Regions from separate parts of the Mus musculus genome. Here region 1 is linked to region 2. Evidence: chromatin contacts called from public HiChIP or PLAC-seq data. All regions are on one chromosome and are shown on one strand. The core of a region is the stretch at or near the end of the contact, and the rest is flanking DNA. Distances in the headings are between cores, read along the strand shown.

Region 1 (3,584 bases), core at 584-3,083, 140 kb after region 2:
CTCGTGTCTTCATGCTTGTGTGGTAGGCACTGCTCTGAGGGAGCCATGTGCCCGGCCCTTCAGAGGACTTTCCCTTGTGATCCCTCCTCTATAGCCTTCAGCTGTTTTCCTGAAATACCTTCCAGTGAATATCTGTCACTGGGAGTAGAGTCGGGTGCTCACCTACCTGTAGTCTGCAGCAATACTGTGCAGCAGGCAACAGATCTCGCATCTCAAAGCAGGTGTCTGGACCATGATAAACGAGTTCTAAGGACTGTTCATCTTCTCCCCACTCCAACCTGTATTCGGAGATGTCGGCACCAGGGCTCGCAGGGCTCTGCAGGGCAGACGTTTGTAGTTAGTCATTACACCGAGATGAGAGCACCAGACCCCAGGATAAACCAATACCCACAAAGGAAAGGAGGGAGGGCGACACTCAGCCTCCTCTCAACTCTGACCACTTCCACAACTGGAAATGATGCAATCGATCGTCAAAGGGAGATTTCCTTGTATAAGGTCAAAAAGTCACATGCACACGCAGGCACACTCCTACTCACTCACTCCCGCCATGCATGCACACACACACACACACACACACACACACACGCACACACACACACACACACACGCACGCTTTGGCTTGGTGGCATCCTTACATCCTTGGCTTGGCTTTGGGGACAAAGGTAGAGGAAACATAAACGACAGGCGGCATTTACCATACTCACCTCCCAGCCCACCAGGACGCATCCGTCAGGCGTGAAGGAGACACGCGGTGCTCTGCACTGCCCAGGGGGCCCTGCGGCAGTGGTGATTTCTGACACATCAGAGTAGGGACCGTACTGAAAGAGAAGAACGTGTTCACATGTCAGAACGGTCTCTGCAGGCCCGTGTGCACATCCAAACTTATAATTAAAGGTAAAGTCAAGAGTGTCATTAGTGCAGCAGAATAAAAGTATTATCTGATGGGTTTTACTTTAAGAAGGATATAGATAAGCCACTGTTCTTTCCCTGAGAGGTAAACATCTATTATATATGTCTGTATTTTTTAATTCAAAAAGATTAAAAAGTTGGCCCATTTTCCCTTTCCCATCAGGAGTAAAGATCATTCAGTCAGGGAAATGAAGAAAGCCATGCAGAGTAGTTTCATTTCAAGTGTATAAGGGTCTCTCGGGACTACTGGTTATTACATTCTGGGTATTTGTTCTGGTGGCTGGCACCCGACCCTCCACCACTACTTTGAGATAAGGTCTTCCCATGTAGCCTAGGTCAGTCTTGTACCTAAGATGCTCCTGTGTCAGTCTCCTGACTGCTGGAATACACAAGGATGCCCACCATCTCCAGCTACCCAACACTGCTGTAACAGACTGTCAGACTGCCATGTCTCCAACATGACAGACATGCTTTTTCTTTGTTTGGTCAATTGGCGTTTTTCCTTCTTTTAAAAGTAAATTTCACCAATTAGTGAAATGTACAATTTTCATGGAACTCATGTATACACACTGAGGCTCTGGGCGACTTTGGCATTAGCTTGTTCTACGCTTCTGCCCATCTCTGGGCAGACACGTTGTGGGCCACCTCTCCCTCATTCCCAACCCCTGCATATCCCATGAATCCGTATCACTCTGCTACTTCAAAAAAAAAAAAGAACAATTCCTCTGTGGGTCACATAATATACATACTGCCTCTCAGCTTCTGCCCCCCCCCACCCCCCCACAGACACCAGATGAACAAGACAGCAGAAGAAAGGTCCAGAGAGCTATGGAGTTTTCACAGGAATCAGATTAGAGAAAAGTAAGCGGCTTCCTCCTCGGGCCCCACCCTACTTGTCTAGAACAAAGCAACCCAAGGTATAGACAGCACGCTCTGATACTACTAGGTTGTGTGCGAGTATTCTTGTGTGTATAGGTCCATGCACGCGTGCAGAGCGGGCGATAATCTGGTTCTCAGCCCCTGCCCACCTCTTTTTCCGAGACGAGGCTGGACCTCACTTAGTCGGTCCAGTAAGCCCAGGGGTCCTCCTGTCTCTGCCTTCACAGTGCTGAGGTTCCAAGGGGGTTCCCCACTCCAGCTTTTAATGATGTAGGTTTTAAGCTCTAACTCAGTTTATGGCAAGTGTTTCCCCAACTCCCTCTGCCCAGTTCCCTTGGACAACTTTTACTAGGACTGATCTGAAGCCCTAATTCTTACAGGTGATGAAATGAATGAGAGCGGGAAATTCTTTCATGAATTATCAAAAGTATACACACACACACACACACACACACACACACACACACACACACGGAAAGAATGAGAGACAGAAACTTGGTAGTGTGGGGCCTACAGGAAACCACGACGACATCGATTCTCAAATAAGGATGTTGTTACATATACTTTAACAGTTGTCACATACAACTGAGAGGTTGCAGGAGGCTAACAAAGGCACCTTGTGCTCTAATTGTGTGCTCATACTCACCCCTCCGTCATTCAGAGCTCGCACTCTGAAGCGGTACACAGTTCCAGGCAGCAGGTTGCCAACCGTGCACTCCAGCTCAGGCCCATGGTACACCTCTGAGGCGACATTCTCGGGTTCCGTCATTTCCACACTGTATTCTGAGACCTCACAGCCACTTTCAGACGCAGGCACATCTGAGGATGTAAAAAATGTTCATCTTTGAATGCTTTTTTGGATTTCTCTTTATTTTATTTTTACTCAGGTCTGAGTGGGCCTGCATGCATGAGTGTGCACCGTATGTGGAGGCCAGAAGGCGGCATGGAAACCTCAGAAACTGCAGCTCTGGGTGCTTGGGAGACACCACATGGGCGCTGGGAACTGAGCCTGGGCCCGCTGCAATAGCGGCAAGTGCTCTTAGCCACTGCCCGTCTCTCCAGCCTCAGTCTTCGGATTTCTAGTTGACTGACTTACATTTGATTTTCTATTGCTACTGTTTAAAATATATAGGTGATGTGCCCTTAGGTTTCTATTACAAAAGGCGCCTCCTATTCAAAAAGGTGAAAAAGCTCCCGAATGAGCCAAACTACCCAAAGCAAATGCATTTAAACACGTTCTATTATATTAAAAATAATTCAGGGATAACAGGAGTACTAGGTAACCTTTCACATTTAATAACGAGAAGGAAGGAAGGAAAAATATCTATAACTTAAAGTGAGACACCCTGCTAAGTCTACATGACCCCAAACCGGCATACCATTTTATTACACTTTAGACATAAGTGGTGGCCAAAATGTCTGCCAATGTTCTACACATTTGCACTTGCTATGTGCACACTTGTAGGCTGCTGGCACAACTGGAAGTGCTGTTAGACAAGGCTAGGAAAATCCCAGAACCCGCAGAGGAGGGACTTGACACTGCTCTTTGAACCATTTCTTGGTTTGATCTCTAAATCATGCATGTTTTCTTCTGGTGCTGAACAACCCCTGGACGAGGCAGGCTATTCTGGAATGTTCTCTAGAAACACGGCCACTATTGTCGAGAGTAGCAACAGCAAGAGTAGCCCTGTCAGGAACGGGAGCATGAGCAATAGAAGGCTGCGCCTGAGAGACAGCCAAGGTCCAGGCTCTGGAGACCAGACATGCCAGTGGGTGACCCAGCTTCTGAAGGAAGC
Region 2 (3,628 bases), core at 906-3,405:
AGAGGGCATGCATCTGGAAATGACGTGGAGTTGGGACACTAGAGGGGGCTGGAGAGAGTCTGTGGTAGATGCACACAGTCAGTACACATAGTCTGTCCTAGTTAGCACTCTTTGCTGTTGTAAAACATTGACCAAAACTCACTTGAGGGGGGGAAAAGTATTTATCAGGCTTATGGGTTAAAGTTCATCTTTAAGGAGAGCAAAGGCAGGAACTGAAGTAGAGACCATGGAAACATATTGCTTACTGGCTTGCTTCTCTAGCTTGTTCAGTTTCCTCTGTTATACAGCTCAGACTTGTCTACCCAGGAATGGTACTGCCCACAGTGGTCTAGGTCCTTCCATGTCAACTAACAATCAAGAAAGATACTCCCAGAGGATGGTCCAATATTACCAATTCCTTAATTGATGTTCTGTCTTTTCAGGTATGTTGAGTTGACAACTGAAATTGACTATGTCATTGTGTAAGTGTCAAGGAATAAAAAAATACTATTATAAAAGAAAGAGAAACAAAATGTGGCTATTAACACACAGGCAAAGGAATATGACTATTTGGTTTATGTTGTTTTTACAGGTCACACAGATTGCTCTTGATTCCCTTTCAAAAAAAAAAAAAATAAAAGCAAAATGGAAACGCCATTTTAAACTCCCACGTCAGTAAAACGAGGCAATGGTTGGGGCTGGGGAGACGGTAAAGTGTTCTCTGTGTGAGCACGAGGACCTTAGCTTGGATTACCAGCACTCACAGGTGGGCCTGGTGGTCTGTGGCTGCGATCCCAATCAGTGCCCGGAGGTGGAGACAGGAAGATCCCTGTGTGAGCTTCAGCTTCAGTGAGAGACTGTCTCAGGAAGATGGTAACTTAGTTACAGCACCACAGTAGAGTACTACTTCTAAAGACCTTTTAGCAGGTGACAGCCTCCCGTGCTGTGAGGGAGCCTTGGCTTTGTAGTTAAGCAGGCTCCAAAGGAATCCTTCTGGGAGGTGGGAAGCAGCTGCAGACCTGAGAGAATTTGAGTTGAAATGGATTCCGTTTTGTTCCCCACCATGAGATACCAGCCAGAAAGATGTCCTATGGCCCTTGGGAACTGGCACCATTAGAAATAGCAACACTGTTGCTAGAACCTGCAGAGGCCTCAGAGTCACAAACATTGGGCCAGAAGCTGGAGGTGGTTGCTGCAGGCCATCTGATCACACTGTGAACCTGAGATTGTGAACTGTTTCTAACTGTGATACGTCCCAGCCTTTGACCCTAGAGCTTTCTGTCTGTCTGCTGTAAACTCGTGGTGGTGTGGCTCAGCCCTAGCAAAGCCCTTTTAACAAAGTCAACCCTAGGTCAAGAGGCAGAGCCAGTAACCATCTGACAGGGAGTGAACATAGTGAACAGAAAGGGGGTCTTCGAGTGTTTAAGACAGCGTGGAGAAGAAAGGATTCTTTCCTTCTGGGATGGAGTAGGAAGGTCAGCTGGGTGCTTTCTCTGCCTCTCAGAGCTAGGAAGTTATCATCTCAGCATCTGGCTCCTGAGTTTTCATTGGTAAAATTGAACAGCTGGGATTTCTGTTTTTTAAAACAGTTTTAAAAAACAAACAAACAAACAAACAAACAAACTTTGTGTGTGTGTGTTTCACATCATGCACCCCGGTCCCATTCATCTCCCTGTCCCCTCATAATCACCGTCTGCCCTTGAAACTCCCCCCAGATAAAAACACACAAAACAAACTAAATAAACCAAAACAGAGCATAGAAAACATCCCACCATGGAAGCTGTGGTGTCCTAGTGTGTCCCACAGTTTATCCCTCTGTCCACACATCTTCACTTGCAAATGTCTATAGCAATGAGTCATTGTTGCCTTCAGCAGTCTCTGGCTCCTGTGACGCCTTAAATTTTGGATCCTCACTGAGACCCCTCCCGGTCCCTTTGTCCTTTGTCCTTTGTCCTTTGTCCTTTGTCCAGGAGATCCTGCAGCTCCTTCAGGTGCTCCAGCAGTTCATAGATGGGTTAGATCTCAGAGCGCTGGATCTAGGCTTTCCAGCACCATCAGGGCGAGCTCTCCTAGCTGGAGGGTTTCTGTGCACTACGTCCTCGTCACCTTCCTGACTTGCTTAGTTTCACTTTTGGTCTCAACAGTAAAAAGAAACTGCATGGGCACTCCGCCTTCTAACTGTGACCTTCTCAGGCACTGCTGCTGGGCTGCAAGTCTGCATTGGGAAGTCAGACCTGGACAGCAGTATGCCTTCCTCAGGGGCCCTGAAGGACCTCAGCTTCAGTCAGCACTTCAGGATGATGGTGATTTGCATAGTGCTCCTGCAGGTGCTCCTGCAGGCTGTGTCTGTGGCTGTGACTTACATGTACTTCACCAACGAGATGAAGCAGGTGAGTGGCCGTGTGCTCTCAGCAGCAGCCTCTCTTGGCTTTGCCGCTTAGCTTGCTCTTCTTTGAAAGCTTAGCTGTAGATTAAAATATGCCTTTCCCAAGTGCAGACTCTTAACTGCTAATAAAGAGAGGGCTTTATAAAACTGCAAGTTGGCAGACTTCCAAGCAGTTGTAGTAACAGAACAGGCTATGAAAACTACAAATGGATATACCGGCACCTCCAAGAAAGTTTGCTATCATTTCAAAAGTGTCTGTGCAGGGTGCAGTTAGTGGTGTCACTTGGCACAAATGCTTTGTGTGAAGTACTCTAGAGTTCCGTGTGTGTGTGTGTGTGTGTGTGTGTGTGTGTGTAAGAGAGATAGAGAGATAGAGAGAGAGGGGAAGAGAGAGGAAGACAGGGAGAGAGGAAGAAGAGAAGAAGAGGGAGAGAGGGAGGAAAAGAGGAAGAAGGAGGTAGAGAGGGACAGAGAAGGAGAGAGAGGAAGAGAGAGAGAGACAGAGGGAGAGAGGAAGAGGGAGGACAGCACATGGTGCTGTGGAGCCTAGAGATAGATGTCAGCTGTTTTTCTCCCTAACTCTCCATGTAGTTTTTCTGAACTCTCACTGTATTGGCTAGTTTTGTGTCAACTTGACACAGCTGGAGTTATCACAGAGAAAGGAGCTTCAGTTGAGGAAATGCCTCCATGAGATCCAACTGTAAGGCATTTTCTCAATTAGTGATCAAGGGGGCAAGGCCCCTTGTGGGTGGGACCATCTCTGGGCTGGTTGTCTTGGGTTCTATAAGAGAGCAGGCTGAGCAAGCCAGTAAAGAACATCCCTCCATGGCCTCTGCATCAGCTCCTGCTTTCTGACCTGCTTGAGTTCCAGTCCTGCATTCTTTGGTGATCAACAGCAGTATGGAAATGTAAGCCGAATAAACCCTTTCCTCCCCAACTTGCTTCTTGGTCATGATGTTTGTGCAGGAATACAAACCCTGACTAAGACAAATTGGTACCAGCATAGTGGGGTATTCCTGTGACAACCTGACCATGTTTTGGGGAGGATTGTGGAAGGACTTTGGAACTTTGGGCTTGAAGATCCATCCATTGTTAAGAGCTCTGTTGGAGGTTGTGCAGGAGCTTGGAAGATAATGTTGAGAACACTGTAGAAGATGGAGGTCTGGTTTGTGAAATTTCAGAGGGAAAATTAAAGACTCTTTTCAGGGCCATTGCTGTTTTGATTGTGAAGATTCTGTAGTTCTGGTTAGCTGGGGCTGAAGA

Evidence for each region. HiChIP or PLAC-seq counts read pairs in DNA pulled down with a chosen protein or histone mark.
Region 1: a contact with region 2 is called in a BATF HiChIP or PLAC-seq map of CD8 T cells, with 8 read pairs. The contact joins the enhancer-like site here to the promoter of Tnfsf10 in region 2. A contact is called at or near these places in 4 of 39 promoter capture datasets (the C10 cell line, embryonic stem cells, pre-B cells and 1 more), 1 of 15 datasets of contacts at CTCF or cohesin (CD8 T cells), 2 of 484 Hi-C or Micro-C datasets (Th1 cells and regulatory T cells), 2 of 115 datasets of contacts at active chromatin or transcription factors (CD8 T cells and memory CD8 T cells) and 1 of 9 other capture datasets (liver).

Annotation. Positions count from the first base shown.
Region 1 is chr3:27,456,283-27,459,866 of GRCm38.p6, forward strand. It overlaps Fndc3b (fibronectin type III domain containing 3B), which reads right to left. Exons shown (of 26, transcript NM_173182.3): 19 at 2,435-2,607; 20 at 705-818; 21 at 167-316. Among named protein-coding and RNA genes, the nearest start is that of Gm32738, 24 kb to the right of the region's middle. Within about 2 kb of position 1,834, at least 18 of the 459 cell types and tissues checked have an H3K27ac peak or open chromatin away from gene starts, as enhancers often do. A contact at or near this core is called in CD8 T cells, Th1 cells, memory CD8 T cells and 1 more, where this site is marked.
Region 2 is chr3:27,314,922-27,318,549 of GRCm38.p6, forward strand. Tnfsf10 (tumor necrosis factor (ligand) superfamily, member 10) reads left to right here and starts at 2,156. Exons shown (of 5, transcript NM_009425.2): 1 at 2,156-2,369. The coding sequence starts at 2,226.